2 separate regions of the Triticum aestivum genome follow, and region 1 is linked to region 2. A link is a contact called in public Hi-C data. All regions are on one chromosome and are shown on one strand. Each heading gives the region's core, a stretch centred on a gene start, on an enhancer-like site or on the middle of the called end of the contact. The rest is flanking DNA. Distances are from core to core; before and after follow the strand shown.

Region 1 (7,561 bases), core at 1,423-3,922, 330 kb after region 2:
AATTCCTCAGAGACCAGAAGAACTTCGTCTCTGTCACTGAAAAAATTGACTGAACTGCATGAGATTTCCAATGGCTTCACTCGAAAGGATTGCTAGGTGTAGGATTTTGAGATGAGAATCACTTGGAAACTTTTCCTTGGTTTTACCTTGACCCCCTTTAACAGTACGATGTTTCCTAGGACTCAAGAAAGAGAAAACGAAACTACGAAAATAAAAGTCTTCACGCTTCATATTCCTCGCATGAATATCAAGTCTTCACGGTCACACCAATTTCTTCACTTTCAAAGTCTTGAAGAAAACCAAAGTCTTCAGCTGAAGACATTCATTTTGAGGGGATGACTTTCATCGTAAATATCAAACTCCTCATAGATTTATAGACCTGTGTACACTCACAAACGCATTAGTCCCTTAACCTATAAGTCTTCAATACACCAAAATCACTAAGGGGCACTAGGTGCACTTATAGTAAGATATATTTATGTTTCCGATCTGAGATTTACAACTTATTGTGAGATCCTTATTTGTAGTAATTAATTTGCAAAACTTTACTGTTTCAAATTTGTTGTCTATATATGTTGCAGTTTTTTTGTAGAGTTATATGTTGTGTTACATGTTGTTTCACCCACATAGCATGCATGTTATGTGTATGTATATAACTTGCATGTTGTGTGGAGGGGCTTGGAATCTTTTATATGCATTTGCTGATGGAATGACTATATTTGCACACATCTCTGATGTCAGGTCTTGACATGTAGTCTCTGACCCAAATGGCCCTGAGGCACAAGGTTAGCTCTTGAAGGATGAGCTAGAGCCAAATAGCGAGTCAGCATCGGGCCTTGAGGTCAGGCCTAAAGGCTCTGGGCAGATGTACCTGGATGCTTCGGATCCAACCCAAAAGTAGCAATAAGAGGAGCCAAAAGCTTCGGCTGGGTCATCACCCCGCTGCCAGAGCACCAACTAGGAACTGGGTACCTCAGAGACTTCGACCCCTTTCCTGGATACTCCAGTACACGCTCAAGAGCAACGAGAGACTGACCCGGAGACTTCGGCTCCAGCCCAAGAAGGCCCAGAGGAAATTGCGGTCTCCGATTGAAAACAACTCCTTTTCTGGCACTGCAGATGCATAAATGGAGATTTTGACCAACTTGAAGTTGCACTTTTACAACTTTTGGCTTGGGAATTCGTCGAGCTATTTGGCTTTGGGGTTCAGTTTAGGAAATGGGGTGTCTTGATCATGACTTGAGCTTGTCCTTTGCCTCCCAACTATACCCTTTTAATAGTGCATGAGCACTACTAGTCAAGAACAAAAAGGAAGGTAAACTAGCTATCCATCACAAAGTTCTTCAAGATATGGTAAAATGTCAATTTTTTCTCTCCATCATGCCTTTCATAAACCCGAAATATCTAACATGACGTTAATCAAATATGCTAGAATATGAATTTTTTTCGTTTCACAATTCCGTTTGACCAATTAAGGCAAATGTTGAGACATTCTCTCACGAGTAATACCATGTCCTCACATAATGAGTTGAATTCATTTGATAAGTACTCTCCACTACGATCTGAATGAACTCGTTTGATTTGATTTTCAAGCTAATTTTTATTTTTGTATATTGCAAAGTAGTGTAGAGCCTTATCTTTAGTTTTGAACAGATACAAGTAGCAAAATCTAGTGAAATCATCTATCAACGCCATTAAGTATATTTTTTTTCACCTTTGTGAACACAATATTGATTTTACATAGATCAGAATATATAAGGCCCTTCGCAGTGCTTCATGGTGTGCATGTGTTAAGCATGCCACATAAGCAAAAAATTAACATGGTAAAGCAATTAAGGAGGATAGAGAGCACTTTGATAACTGAGAAGAAACAATGCTAAGTGCGCAAATCTGCACAAAACACTTAAATAAAGGAAGTTCACCAATACATGAGAGAATTTAGTTTTTTTGTGAGGTTGGAGAGAATTTAGTTGTTAAATAATTAAACAAAGAAAGCTTAGGTACAACAAGTTAAGCATATACACATCGCGGACTTTAGTTGTTAAACACTTCAATGAGTTTAGCATCTCATCTAAGCACTTGTGCATTAGAAGAGACCTAAGCTTCAAGGGTGTCAAATTCATCTTACCCGTAGATAATAGACCTGTGCGGCGCAAGGTTGCATATATATCACACAACCTTGACATTTAGAGCGCCTTTCCAAAGTAAAACTCACGATTAAACGTATTTTAGCAAAGTCAGGTTGACAACTAAAATTACTTTTGTAAATATAAAAATAAAAATATTTTTGGAAAAAATACTCTCTTCATTTATTTTTGGAAAAAATACTCTCTTCATAAAGAAGCGTATGAATGAAAAGGTGATTGCGCTTAGTCCTGGCCATGGGCAGCCCGACCCAAAAAAGCCCGACCCGGCCCGGCCTGACGCTGCGCCCGGGCTAGGCCTGGGTCTAGGTTTTGAGCCGAAGGTCAGGCTGGGCCTGGGCCCGCTGTTTTTGCGCTTTACTGGAAAGGCCCGGCGGACTTTTGTAGTGGCGGGTCAGGCTTGGGTCTGAAAAGTAGACCCGACGACTGGGCCAGGCCAAGCTCGGGCCTGAGTTTTCTACCTCGGGCTTGGTCAGGCCCGGCCCGGCGGATGGCCAGGTATAATTTGCGGAAACACCAAGCAGTCCCGGCCCGAGAGAGAAAGAGAGTCGTGGTGGTCGCGGTCGCGGGCACGGACGCGGGAGCAACGGCCGCTTTCCTCGTGCCCTTGCTTCCTTCCTAACCTAACCAAGCAACCAGCCCTAACCGATTGCCGTCTCCATCCGCGTTCATCCACCCAGGGCATCCTTTGCCGCTAAGCAAGCCACACCTCGGGTTCGAGGCGGCGAGGGTTTGCGCGACGAGGATGACTGTAATGCTCTGGCCCCGGTGATCTCTGCCGTTTCAGATTGGGGAACTCGATTTCGATTTCGACCCCAGTGCTGGATTCGTCGATGGTGGGGGTGCTGTCGAATCGGGTGGGCCGGGAGGCCCTCGCCGCCGGGGATCACATCTACTCGTGGAGAACCGCCTACATCTACGCCCACCACGGTCGGTAATCCCCTCATTCTTCTCCCCCCAACCAATCTCCCCTAACTATATCTGTCAATTGGTTCGTTGGTTGGCCGAGGATTAATTAAGCACCCCGCCACCATTAATCTCACGCCTGGTCCTCCGGGGTCACCTTGAAGACGCCCTGCAACAATAGATGTTAGGTTTGCCGGCTACAGATTGCGACGGGGGTCTGGGCTGCCCCCCTGTTGAGGAAATATTTCCGTCAAATGACGGTCACCTTGAAGACGCCCTGCAACAATAGATGTCCTCATCTCTGAATCAGACTATTTGGCGGCCTCCGTCTGCAATGCCTTTTACCTAAATGGGGACTTACGTTTGCCGGCTACAGATTGCGACCGGTGGCTGGGCTGGCCCCCGTTGAGGAAGATTTTCCTCAGTGATGAGGAGGGTTGTTCCCAATAACCATGATTTTGCAAGTGTTGCCCTTCAGCGAAGGATCGGCTCATTCTCGCTTTGCCGAGTGCGTCTGGGTTCATCAACTGTGGATGCCTATGCTTCAGCGCAGCATGATTGGCCACCTTTCCAGCGGCACCAGCACCAGCACCACTGGAGGCGGGCGCGGATGTGAATTCAGAAGGGGAGCACTTGAGTTTTCGACACCATGGTAATCATACTCTGGGATCTCCTCTGCTATGTGGGATGTGGCATCAAGGATCCCAGTGAAGTGAGCACTCAGCTCAGGCTGGCGCGAAGGGGTTGGCAAGTTTTATGTGACTCAGATACAGCAGAAGTTGTGCGCATGGTTGTTCAATCTGGTTAAGAATCGACTGCAAGCTTTGGCCATCCTGTACATTTGTAATTTGGCTTTCGACCGCTTTCTATGTAATACAAAGGCCTGCAAAGCTTTTGCCATTTGTTAGACTAGTGGGCTTTGAATAGCATCTTATAGATTAATATCTTCCTTCTCAAGCCGCATTTCGCTCACGCAAGTGCTGCCTATGCTTCCTAGTTTTCGCCATGCATACGCTCCTTACTGCAATACTTGTTCGTGATGTCCTCTTGACTTGTTTGCTTGTACACATGTGCTAATATGTTGTCATGTATAATACAGTAGTACTGACTAGTTTGATATTCCATTTTTCAGGGATATATGCTGGAGATGGAATGGTCATCCATTTTACGAGAGCGGTTGGACATGAAATTGGGACAGGAACATTCTTAGACAAGTTTCTGTTCAGCTCATCGCCGACTACGGCGGATGGCCCTCCTTGCGAGAAATGTGGGCACCTCATCAAGCCTCAGGGCGTCATAATGTCCTGTCTCGATTGCTTCCTGGACGGGGGCAGTCTCTACCTCTTCGACTATGCTGTGTCGCCCCCTTTCTTCCTCGCCAAAGCGCGTGGAGGAACGTGCACTATGGCACTCTCTGACGCTGCTCAGCTTGTTGTCCACCGTGCCAAACACCTCCTCAACAATGGCTTTGGCATGTATAGCCTGTTTAAGAACAACTGTGAGGACTTCGCGATATACTGCAAGACAGAGCTGCTCGTCGAGACTGCTTACAGCGTTGGGCGCAGTGGGCAGCTGGCGTCCCTGACGGCTGCGTTCAGTGCGGTGGCTTCTTCGCCGCTGCGTTTCCTGACAACTAGTGCTAGTGGTCTGGCAATTGTGACAAGCGGCATGTACTGCGTGGGGCGATATGTGTCAGACATGGGTGTTCGCCGTGATGTGATCAAGGTGCCTGTGGAAAGGCTTGTAGAGCACTGGGTGAACAATGTCACTCCTGCTCTTCCTCAAGGGGCCACCCAGGCGGAGACTGCAACACCAGGAGGCTTGCCTGAGCTACCAGAGGAAGGGGAGCTTGCTAAAACGGCAACACCAGGAGGCTCGCTGGAGCTACCAGGAGAAAGCGAGCTTGCTAAAACGGCAACACTAGGAGGCTCGCGGGAGCTACCAGGGGAAGGCGAGCTTGCTAAAATGGCAACACCAGGAGGCTTGCCGGAGCTACCAAGGGAAAGCGAGCTTGCTAAAACGGCAACACCAGGAGGCTCGCTGGAGCTACCAGGCAAAGGGGGACTTGCTAAAAAGTAAAGTGTTATTTAGCTGCGGTATTGTCGTTCGTTGATTTGGCTTTGTGAGGATTGCTGCTCAATTCCCTTATCTGTGTGTTCCACGCAATTCTTCATGCAAATTAATCTACCTCTGAAAGAGGTTGGTCGATCTGGGTGTGACGATTTGCTGCTTAATCCACTTATTAAGCTTGTTGCCCGAACTTGTTCATGTAAATTAATTTACCTCTGAAAGAAGTAGCAATGCGTCCACTTTGCTTGTATGTAATGTTATGATGTAAGGTGCAAACTTCTAGCCAAGATTTGTCTTGGCACAAATTTGAATCAAACCATGTGATGTCATATATTTCTTGGTTCCATCATAATATCCATTGTTTTGTGTGCTCTTCCCCTTCCACAAGTATCCACTGGAGTTTCTGGTGCTTCCTGAAGCCTTTTCCTCGCAATAATGTCTAGTATCACCTCTGTTCCGAATCGTAAGATGTTTTAGATATTTTAATATGGACTACATACGTGCTGAAATGAATGAACAAGCACACCAAACACGTTTTTCAAACAAAAAAACACAAACACATTTATATACATGTGATTCAGAAAAAGTTTTGAACATCTCATAATTCGGAATGGAAGGAGTAACTCTTATGTTCTATCATCGTACTATTCATGAATTCCTTCCCCAACTTGTCGAATAAGCTAGCATGTCCTTTCTCAGTTGCAGTTTTATAATGCTACATATATTGATCATTATGTTATTTACAGCATTTTCTAAAATGTCACACAGGAATGTTATGGAGAGGATTCTCCTTGCTGCAGTCTACACCGTACTAATTGTGGCTACTTTTTATCCTCGGTAATAACTCCAGAACTTCCGTAAGTTTCTCCAATATTCGATCGACAAAATTAGGATAGAGTTATAAACTGATCTATCCATATTCAACTGTGTGTGTTTCTTTTTTCAGTTTTTTTCTCACACGTATATTCCTAGGATAACTTCCTTTGGATCAGTCTCTATCATCCATGAAGGCCTGCCAATCCAAGTGATATAACTATGTCAGCTAACATTAACATTACGAGTTAACCACTTATATTGTGAAATTGGGTAGAGGAAATCACTTGTTCATCACGAAATTTGTTGTTCCTTGGGACGCACGCTCAAGAAGCAGCTTCCTTGATTCAATTGCTATTCCCTCTGGCTGCATTACAAATAATTGAGATGATCTTAGAAAGTACTCCCTCCGTAAAGAAATATAAGGCCTCATTCGGTTTGAAGGATTTTTGTAGGAAAAACATAGGAACAAGGATTCCGGAGGAAATTTTCCTATATATGCATTCGGTTTGTAGGAAATGCGTACAGGAATTTCATAGGAAACCTACTCATTTCCTGTGTTTTTGGAGGAAACTACACATCCACTCAAAGCTCATTTTGCGCGTAAGAACGAGGCAAGTCAAATCCTTAGGATGGCAAGTCCCATCCTATCAAATTCCTATACTACTCCTAATTCCTACGTTTTGATTACTACTTTAGTGATCTAAACACTCTTATATTTCTCTACAGAGGGAGTATGAATTAAATTCTCTTATTTTTTGTGAGGCGCGAAGGAATTTGTTGCAACTATTCCATTAGTTTTCCTTCTATCGGAGCACTACTCACCTCTTCCGGAAACCAAACACCTGGTTGCGTGCTTCCCTCCAGAACTGCTTGAACAAATGCAGCCGTTGAATGGCCCACCGATCTGCAAGTCCAACATAAGATGCTTAGATGAGATGTAGATAGATTGACCAGAATAATATTGGGTACTTCCGAACTGAAAAGTAACACCAGGACTTGTAAAATGAGCCATACAGTAAATATTGCTTAAATCTCGAGTATAAATTCCTAGGATTTGAGTTGTAAGTTCTGAGTATAACTTTTTCTGACAGTTGTGTTGTAACAGGTATTGCATAAAATTCTGCATCGATCATTTCAAGTATTAAGAACAGATAAAGAAATCTCATTAGGTAGATAATCTCTCAGTTTAAATAGGCATGATTATAGAATTGTTTCCACCTAAAGCAGTTTTGAAACCAATGGAAACTCTTGAATGCCGACTATAATTTCCTGGGACTCTGCTTTATTTGGAGGAAATTAATGTTAGGCTCAACACAGTCGATGGGAAAATAATCTGATAGGCGGAAATAACTAATGGTAAATATCAATTAGGTAACGGATTTTGAGCATGCTCAATTGCTCATCCAGAAATGTGCACTTACACAGATAGTTTTCTATGAGAAAATAATCCAATAGTATTTCGGCCATTCGAACACTCCAAGTCTACCTGCACAAACAAAATAAGTTTGATCCAACAATAGTCATCAGTAGTTTCGCGTACTGCTCTGGACACAGCTTCAGTGGAATTAGTATGCTCTTACTACAGACACTACGTGAGTACTAGTATGCTCTTACTGTAGACACAA
Region 2 (6,885 bases), core at 248-2,747:
AGATACGAGCGTATTCATGAGAAATGTTTTTTCACCAGCCACGACCCATTAGTCAAGTAAGAGCAATTTTAATAGGGTGACCCATTTCGTCCGCGGTCATTTGTTTGGATCGACGTGGATAGAAGACGGTGCAACGCGTTGATCTAAACGGATACGCGTTCGTTTTTTGTCCGTGAGCGACCCATTTCCGACACATTTTTAAGCCTGATTTGTATCGGTGCGGACACGCGACGGACGCGCGCGCTCGCCTACTCTTGTCCTCGGGCCCGCTGGTCTATGGCACATTGGCCTCCTCTCTCACCTTCCGGCCATCAAGCAACTCTCGCCCCGCCTCCTCCGTCATCGGCGTCGCCGCCCATTTTTGCCGGCGACTCTTCCAGCTGCCGTCGCCTCCACATCCGCCTAGCAACGCCGCCCCTACCCCTAGTCGCCCGCCGTCGCCGTTTTGTCGCCGGAGAGCAAACTGGTTCCCGTCGCCGCTTCCCCCACCGCACAACCGCCCGCGACCAAGAAGACGCCCGCTAGCTGGTCTGTGGGCGCCGCGTCTCCCCTTGTCGGCCGTCTCTTTCTTCGACGTCGCAAGCTATTCGACAGTTTGTCAAGGTACGAAAATGGACTCCGCCGACGAGTTCTGTTTTCACAATTTCCTTTGCGACTCCGACGATTCGTCGTCCGACGACGAGGAGGAGATATTGGCTGCCGTGTTGGTCCATCACCACCTCAACAACCAACGACCGTTATTCAGTGGCTCCATTTCGGGCCACCTTCCGGTTTTGAATCGTAACCGAGAGAGCGGGCATTTCCTTCTCTGGAAGGACTATTTTGATGCAACAAACCCGTTGTTCAAACATCATAAATTCCGCTGCCGGTTTCGTATGAGTAGGCATGTTTTCAACTATATTAGAAAAGGAGTGGTCGGCTATGATGACTACTTTGAATGCAAAGAGGATGCCATCGGCAAGATTGGTTTCTCCTCTTATCAGAAATGCACTGCCGCCATCCAAATGCTTGCATATGGAGTGCCTGATGATCTCATTGACAAGTACGTCCGTATGAGCGAGTCCACATGCCTAGAATCACTGTATAAGTTCTGCAAGGCTGTGATTGCTGTGTTTGGCCCTGAGTATTTGAGAGAGCCGATAGCTGAAGACATGCGTGATTGAGAAACTCACGTGCAACTGCAAAATGATTTGGTTGAGTATATGTGGACTCATGTTGGCAACCAATAAATGTATCTTCTTTTATTCGTTTGCAAAACTATGTGAAACATTTTTATTTGTATTTGTCTTGTAAAAGTTTACCATTTATTTGGGCGGTTAAACTATTTTGCTTGTTATTTCATTTCACAATATGTTTGAATGCAAATCAATGTAAAATTGGGTGGCCAGCCGGCCATGCCTATACATTTGGGTTGGCATGTTGAGCGTGCTGCCGACCCATATAAACGGACGCCGGACGGACGGTCGACCCAAATGGACAAAAAAAATCGCTATCCGTTTGGATCGGCAGTTGCTCTAACTCTCCAGAGCGTGAACCAGACACGCAACACGCTTTTATCTCTTCTCTTGTCCACACGCTCACTTTATTCTCGGGCGACGCAGCCGAAAAACACTTTTTCTCCACTCTCCTCTGCTCGACAACATCCCGCCCTCCCGCCATGCTCTCCGTCGCCATGAGCACCCGCCCCGTGGTCTCCCGCCGCCCACACCTCCCAGCGCGAGCTGCTAACCCCACCCCATCCTCCTCGCCTACGACAGGTGTGTCTCCGCGCTTACCGCGTGTTCGTGCTTCCACTGGCACCCAATCTGCTGTTTTTATGTATATAATAATCACGTGAGAAAAACATTCGCAGAGACTCGTGGAGCCAGGCCGGGGGCCGTGGTGAGGCGGTCGCTCCTCCGCCCGCGCCCGATCGTGCTGTCATGTGTAGCCGGTACTAACCTGAAGCTTACCTTATGTGTACTTTTTTATCTCTTGCTGGCAACGTTTTCGATGCCATGGCTCTGAGAACACTGCTGTTTCTGCGTTCAGTGGGAAGTCTGGTTGCTGCTGGGGCTGCGAATGCTGCCGACCTCGGGGATTCTCTGGTGAGACAACATGGAGGGCCTTCAAATCTGTTTTGTTCTTATCGTTCCTGGATGCTTCCTCCTTGTTCTATAGAAGCTGTTAGTTTTAGGCATTAGCTAAAATCGAACTTTGACTGTCAATATCTACAAAGATATTTGGATTAACCCCGCGGAAAAAAAGAGAAAGATATTTGGATTGGTAGTGTAACACGTAGCCAATTTCATAAGCCGTAATCAGCACACCATGCATCAAAATCAATCAGTACGCTATTGCAAAGTGCTTCCAAACTATCTAGGCTATATCTGTGTTTCCTGTTTCTTGCTTGTTGCATCCCTTGGCAAACCTAAAAGGTAAAATCCTTCTTTACGTGGAGCGATCCCCCCAAACCATTTCTTGTTGTTCAGCTAGGATCATTGGGACTTCTCTTGGCTGACTTAGGCATCGGAGATTGGTTTGGAGGTTTATTGTTTTCAGCTGGGCAGCAAGCTAATGAGGCTGTTCTGGATCAGTTGTCTGCTCTCAGTTTCACCAGGTCAGCTTTCTTTCTCTGCAGTTAATTTGCTGTAGACACAGCATCCTTTAATTTTCTGCTTCCTATCCATACCTCTTTTCTTTCTGACCTTTTCCTCTATTCTCCAGCTTGGCAGTAATTTTTGGTGCTGGACTTGTAACTAGTTTGTCTCCCTGTACACTCAGTGTTCTGCCATTGACTCTAGGATATATAGGCAAGTATAGTGGCTATTCTGAAATGATCTCTTTGACCCAGAATTGGTTAGCACTAATGAATTGATATATCACATCTTTTAAAATCTTCCAGGTGCCTTTGGCTCTGGAAAAGATCGAGCTGAGGTAATTTAAGATAACTAAGCATATTCAGGTTTTGCGTGCCATAAAAGAACCAAAAGAAATTGGTAATGGTTATCTGTCAGAATATGTATGTGCAACATCGTTATCTGTCAGAATATGTATGTGCAACATCTAATCTGTACTAAGACGCTTACATGATTAGTTTGGCTCATTGATAGTCTGTATCATACCTGATACAAATTGAGTTGTTTTTGTTCTATCTAGTAGGTTGTTGGAAATTCAGTTGCTTTCTCATTAGGACTGGCAACAACCTTAGCCATCCTTGGTGTTGCTGCTTCTTTTGCTGGAAAGGCTTATGGGCAAGTAGGACAAGGACTCCCAGTGGCTGCTTCTGGGTTAGGAATCGTCATGGGACTGAACCTACTTGAGGTAAATCACAAACCAAAAGGAAAATTCATAAACTGGGGCATGTTAATCAATTTATCTTTCTACCATGCAGTCTTAAAGCCAAATCGATTAGGAGTTGATTTCATTGTGGTTTCTTTTTTCCTTAAATAATTGTAAAAACATAATCACAGTGGTAATTCCTTTCGTTGAAATTTAAGTTTCTGCTATTGCTTCTGTAATAATATTAGGTATAAGCACACTACCCTAATCCATTTTCTTTTCTGATTATGTTGTATCCGACAGGTAGTTGAGCTACAACTTCCCTCATTTTTCAGCGATTATGATCCTCGAGCTGCTGCAGCTAACTTGCCTTCCAGTGATGTTTCTTGACACTATTTTTTATTTCTTCCCTATATATGTCATTATATTTCTTTTAATCAGTCAGTAATATCTTGCTTTTTCCTAACTGTATTTGGTTGTCAGGTGTACAAGCATATCTTGCTGGCCTTACATTTGCATTAGCAGCATCACCTTGCAGTACACCTGTTCTTGCTACCCTTCTGGGATATGTTGCCACTTCAAGAGTATGCATATACTCCCTCCGTTCCGAATTACTTGTCGCGGGTATGGATGTATCTAGATGTATTTTAGTTCTAGATACATCCATTTCTGCGACGAGTAATTTGGAACGGAGGGAGTAACAGGATATATAAGTTGCCTCAGTACTTTATTACGTAGCTTAAAGCTCAAATGCAGAATTATTTTAATTTTTGTGATAGACTTTAATAGTTTAATTAGTAAAGTTAGTAATTCGCCATGTGATTCACATTTGTTTAAACTCTTCGCTTTCCAATCTGTGTTACCGTACTTTAATATGCTTGGTTAATCTTTTGACATAGTAGTGAACATGTAGTATCGGCTTCCTCCAGCTTATTCCTTCTCTTAAATGATGATGAAGTCTGGTAACTACAACTTCAACGTTCTCCTGTCAGGATCCAATTGTTGGGGGAAGTTTGTTGTTGACATATACAACTGGCTATGTTGCACCTCTTCTCATTGCAGCCTCTTTTGCTGGAGCATTGCAGGTATATATATAGAAATTATTAAGTACAGATAAGATAGTACCAGCAAAAACTAACTTCTAGTTGCTCTTGGACTTCATGAACATCATCATTCTAATAGATCAACCACACATGTTTTTTCTACTTTTGAGTTATGATGGCTGATTAGTTAATTGCCTTCTACAGAGTTTGCTGTCATTCAGAAGATATTCCACATGGATAAACCCCATCAGGTATCTACTTCTTAGTTTTTAGTTCTTACTGTGTCTTGTTTTTCTTTTCTGTTGAGTAAATATTTAACTCTACATGAACTCGCATCATGTACTTTTTGGTCAAGATTCTAAAATCAACTCTCATATTGGTGAACTTAATTTTGTGCATCAAATTGTCAACTTTAACCATATGTGTCCAATTCCTTGTACAAATACAGCGGATATACTTCACAATGCTAAATTACTAACTAAATCCATTCCTGGACTAGCTATGTAATTAAATACTTATGTACACTGTATATTGATTGCCAATTACCAACACATGATAACTGACATATGTAAGAAATAGCTACCCCTTTTTCTTTGGAGGTGAACATTTAAAGCATTTACATTAACTATCTATGTATCCTGTATATTGATTGCCCAGTAACAACACACGATAATTACCCTATGTAAGAAATCGCTAGTCCTTTTTCTTTGGAGGCGAACATTTAATCTACCTTTATTTTACAGATATCAAGCATATTTTGTTTTATACAATTTCACTATCTCAGCTCAGGACTTACAGTTACACTTTTTGTCTTTCTTTTTGGGAAAAGATAATACATCAAACCTACCCTTTTATTCTCCTCTAGAATACTGCTTTTTCCAAAGTACTGTTCTAAACTTATACCAAAAATGGCGCCATTCCTATTCCTCACAGAGGTTCTAACCAAGATCCTATTGTCGAGGAAAATATCCTCAGAAAAATACCAAGAATTCCTTTTAAATTGTATTTTCTATTTGTAGAAATGCATTGCACTAACATTTGCTTGGCAGTGGTGCATTTCTATTGGGTGGAGGTGTTTATACCCTACTGGACAAGCTGTTCCCTGCGACATCAATGGTGATGTGAACTGTAGAGTTGTAGGCCATTGCTGAACAAGAGCCGCTAGACAAGGATCACCATTGTTGCACATGCCAACATGTCTTGCGATGTAAAGTAGCTAAACATAAATGGCAAGGAAGTAGCATCAGTTATTTCTAGCTTTTATAGGAATGCAAATATGTTTACGGTAACTTAAACATCTTGATCTCAGCAGTCCACAGAAAAGTTTGAGGTTTGACCCCATTCCCTTCAGGGACCCAAAAGAAAACAACAACACGATAAGTAAATATCTACATGCCCATCTACTATGTATGAACTTGATACTACTCCCTCCGTAAACTAATATAAGAGTGTTTAGATCACTAAAATAGTGATCTAAACGCTCTTATATTAGTTTACAGAGGGAGTATATGATTTGTGCAGTTACCTCAGCAGGTTTTGTTACAGGGGACATCAGCACAGAATCATTCTGTTTTTTACAACCTGCAATAATCAAATCACAGAGAAACATAATACTCCAACTTGAATGGGCTCCAACTTAAACCAGCCTGCTCCAAATATGTGACTAGGTGCTTCCCTGTTTACAGCTCCATAATTCATGCAGGACTTAACATGAACTGAGTAGGAATTTTCTGTACTCTTCATGGAGATTTTGTTCTCAGGCATAACTTCCATCGTTTTTTTACGCGTCAACGGCGGGCTTACGCCTGCCTGAACTTTATTACCAACCGAATAGCCCAGAACATAGTTCAGAGTTACATTGAGGGAGAGGGGGGATTACAGAGGAAGAGTACAATAGTTTGATGAAGCTATAACTTCCATCGCCAATTTCCATATGATCAGCATTCTATCAGCCGGGGATTCATTTCCATATTATCAGCATTCTATCATCCCGGAATTCCTGTTTTCAAATGCCATACTTGTTATTAACATAAAAATATACTTGATTTCACTATTTGTTTGCTATTATTTAAGATAGTAAATCACTTGTTCATTGTGAAGTTTGTTACTCCTCGAGATGCCCGTCGGAGCAAGAGCTTCCTTGCATCAATAGCTATTCCCTCTGGCTGCATTTCAAAGAATTGGGATAATTTCAGAAAGGTTGAGGAAATTTTAGTTTCTTGGTTCTTTCTCTGGTTTCTAACTTCACATCACCTCTTCTGGAAACCAAACCCCTGGCTTTGTGCTGCCTTCTAGAACTGCTAGAGCAAATGCGGCCGCTGCATAGCCCACGGATCTGAATGTCCAATCTAAACTGCTTAGCTTCAATGTAACGATACTGGCAAAACAATGTTGGGCACAAGCAGGGGCTATACTTCAACTTTATTAAATGCATCGTGTTTGTGTTATCCGTATTAAAATTGTTATCCGGAGTATTTTATATGTTAGAACTTGTAGATTTAAAACATAGATTGGGAAACTAATTTAGTAGGTCTATGTCTACCAAGATGGCTTGTGCCGGAAAATTGTGCTTACACGGATA

The links. A called contact is a pair of places that touch in the nucleus more often than the background predicts.
Region 1: a Hi-C map of leaf shows a contact between it and region 2, with 5 times the contacts expected there. The contact joins the promoter of LOC123103067 here to the promoter of LOC123103062 in region 2. A contact is called at or near these places in 3 of 5 Hi-C or Micro-C datasets (all in leaf).

The regions. Positions count from the first base shown.
Region 1 is chr5A:307,765,316-307,772,876 of IWGSC CS RefSeq v2.1, forward strand. LOC123103067 (protein LEAD-SENSITIVE 1) reads left to right here and starts at 2,673. Exons shown (of 2, transcript XM_044524554.1): 1 at 2,673-3,074; 2 at 4,183-5,466. The coding sequence starts at 2,978. The coding sequence ends at 5,129. It overlaps LOC123103065, which reads right to left. Exons shown (of 12, transcript XM_044524553.1): 10 at 7,358-7,422; 11 at 6,759-6,840; 12 at 5,418-5,571. The coding sequence ends at 5,566.
Region 2 is chr5A:307,439,485-307,446,369 of IWGSC CS RefSeq v2.1, forward strand. It overlaps LOC123103062 (cytochrome c-type biogenesis ccda-like chloroplastic protein 1), which reads left to right and starts at 1,498. Exons shown (of 12, transcript XM_044524548.1): 1 at 1,498-1,757; 2 at 1,853-1,933; 3 at 2,032-2,087; 4 at 2,472-2,599; 5 at 2,707-2,792; 6 at 2,885-2,916; 7 at 3,142-3,303; 8 at 3,565-3,637; 9 at 3,745-3,885; 10 at 4,254-4,346; 11 at 4,509-4,555; 12 at 5,354-5,645. The coding sequence starts at 1,658. The coding sequence ends at 5,455. LOC123103064 (a long non-coding RNA gene) reads right to left here. Exons shown (of 4, transcript XR_006449607.1): 1 at 6,879-6,885; 2 at 6,558-6,639; 3 at 6,390-6,469; 4 at 6,206-6,303.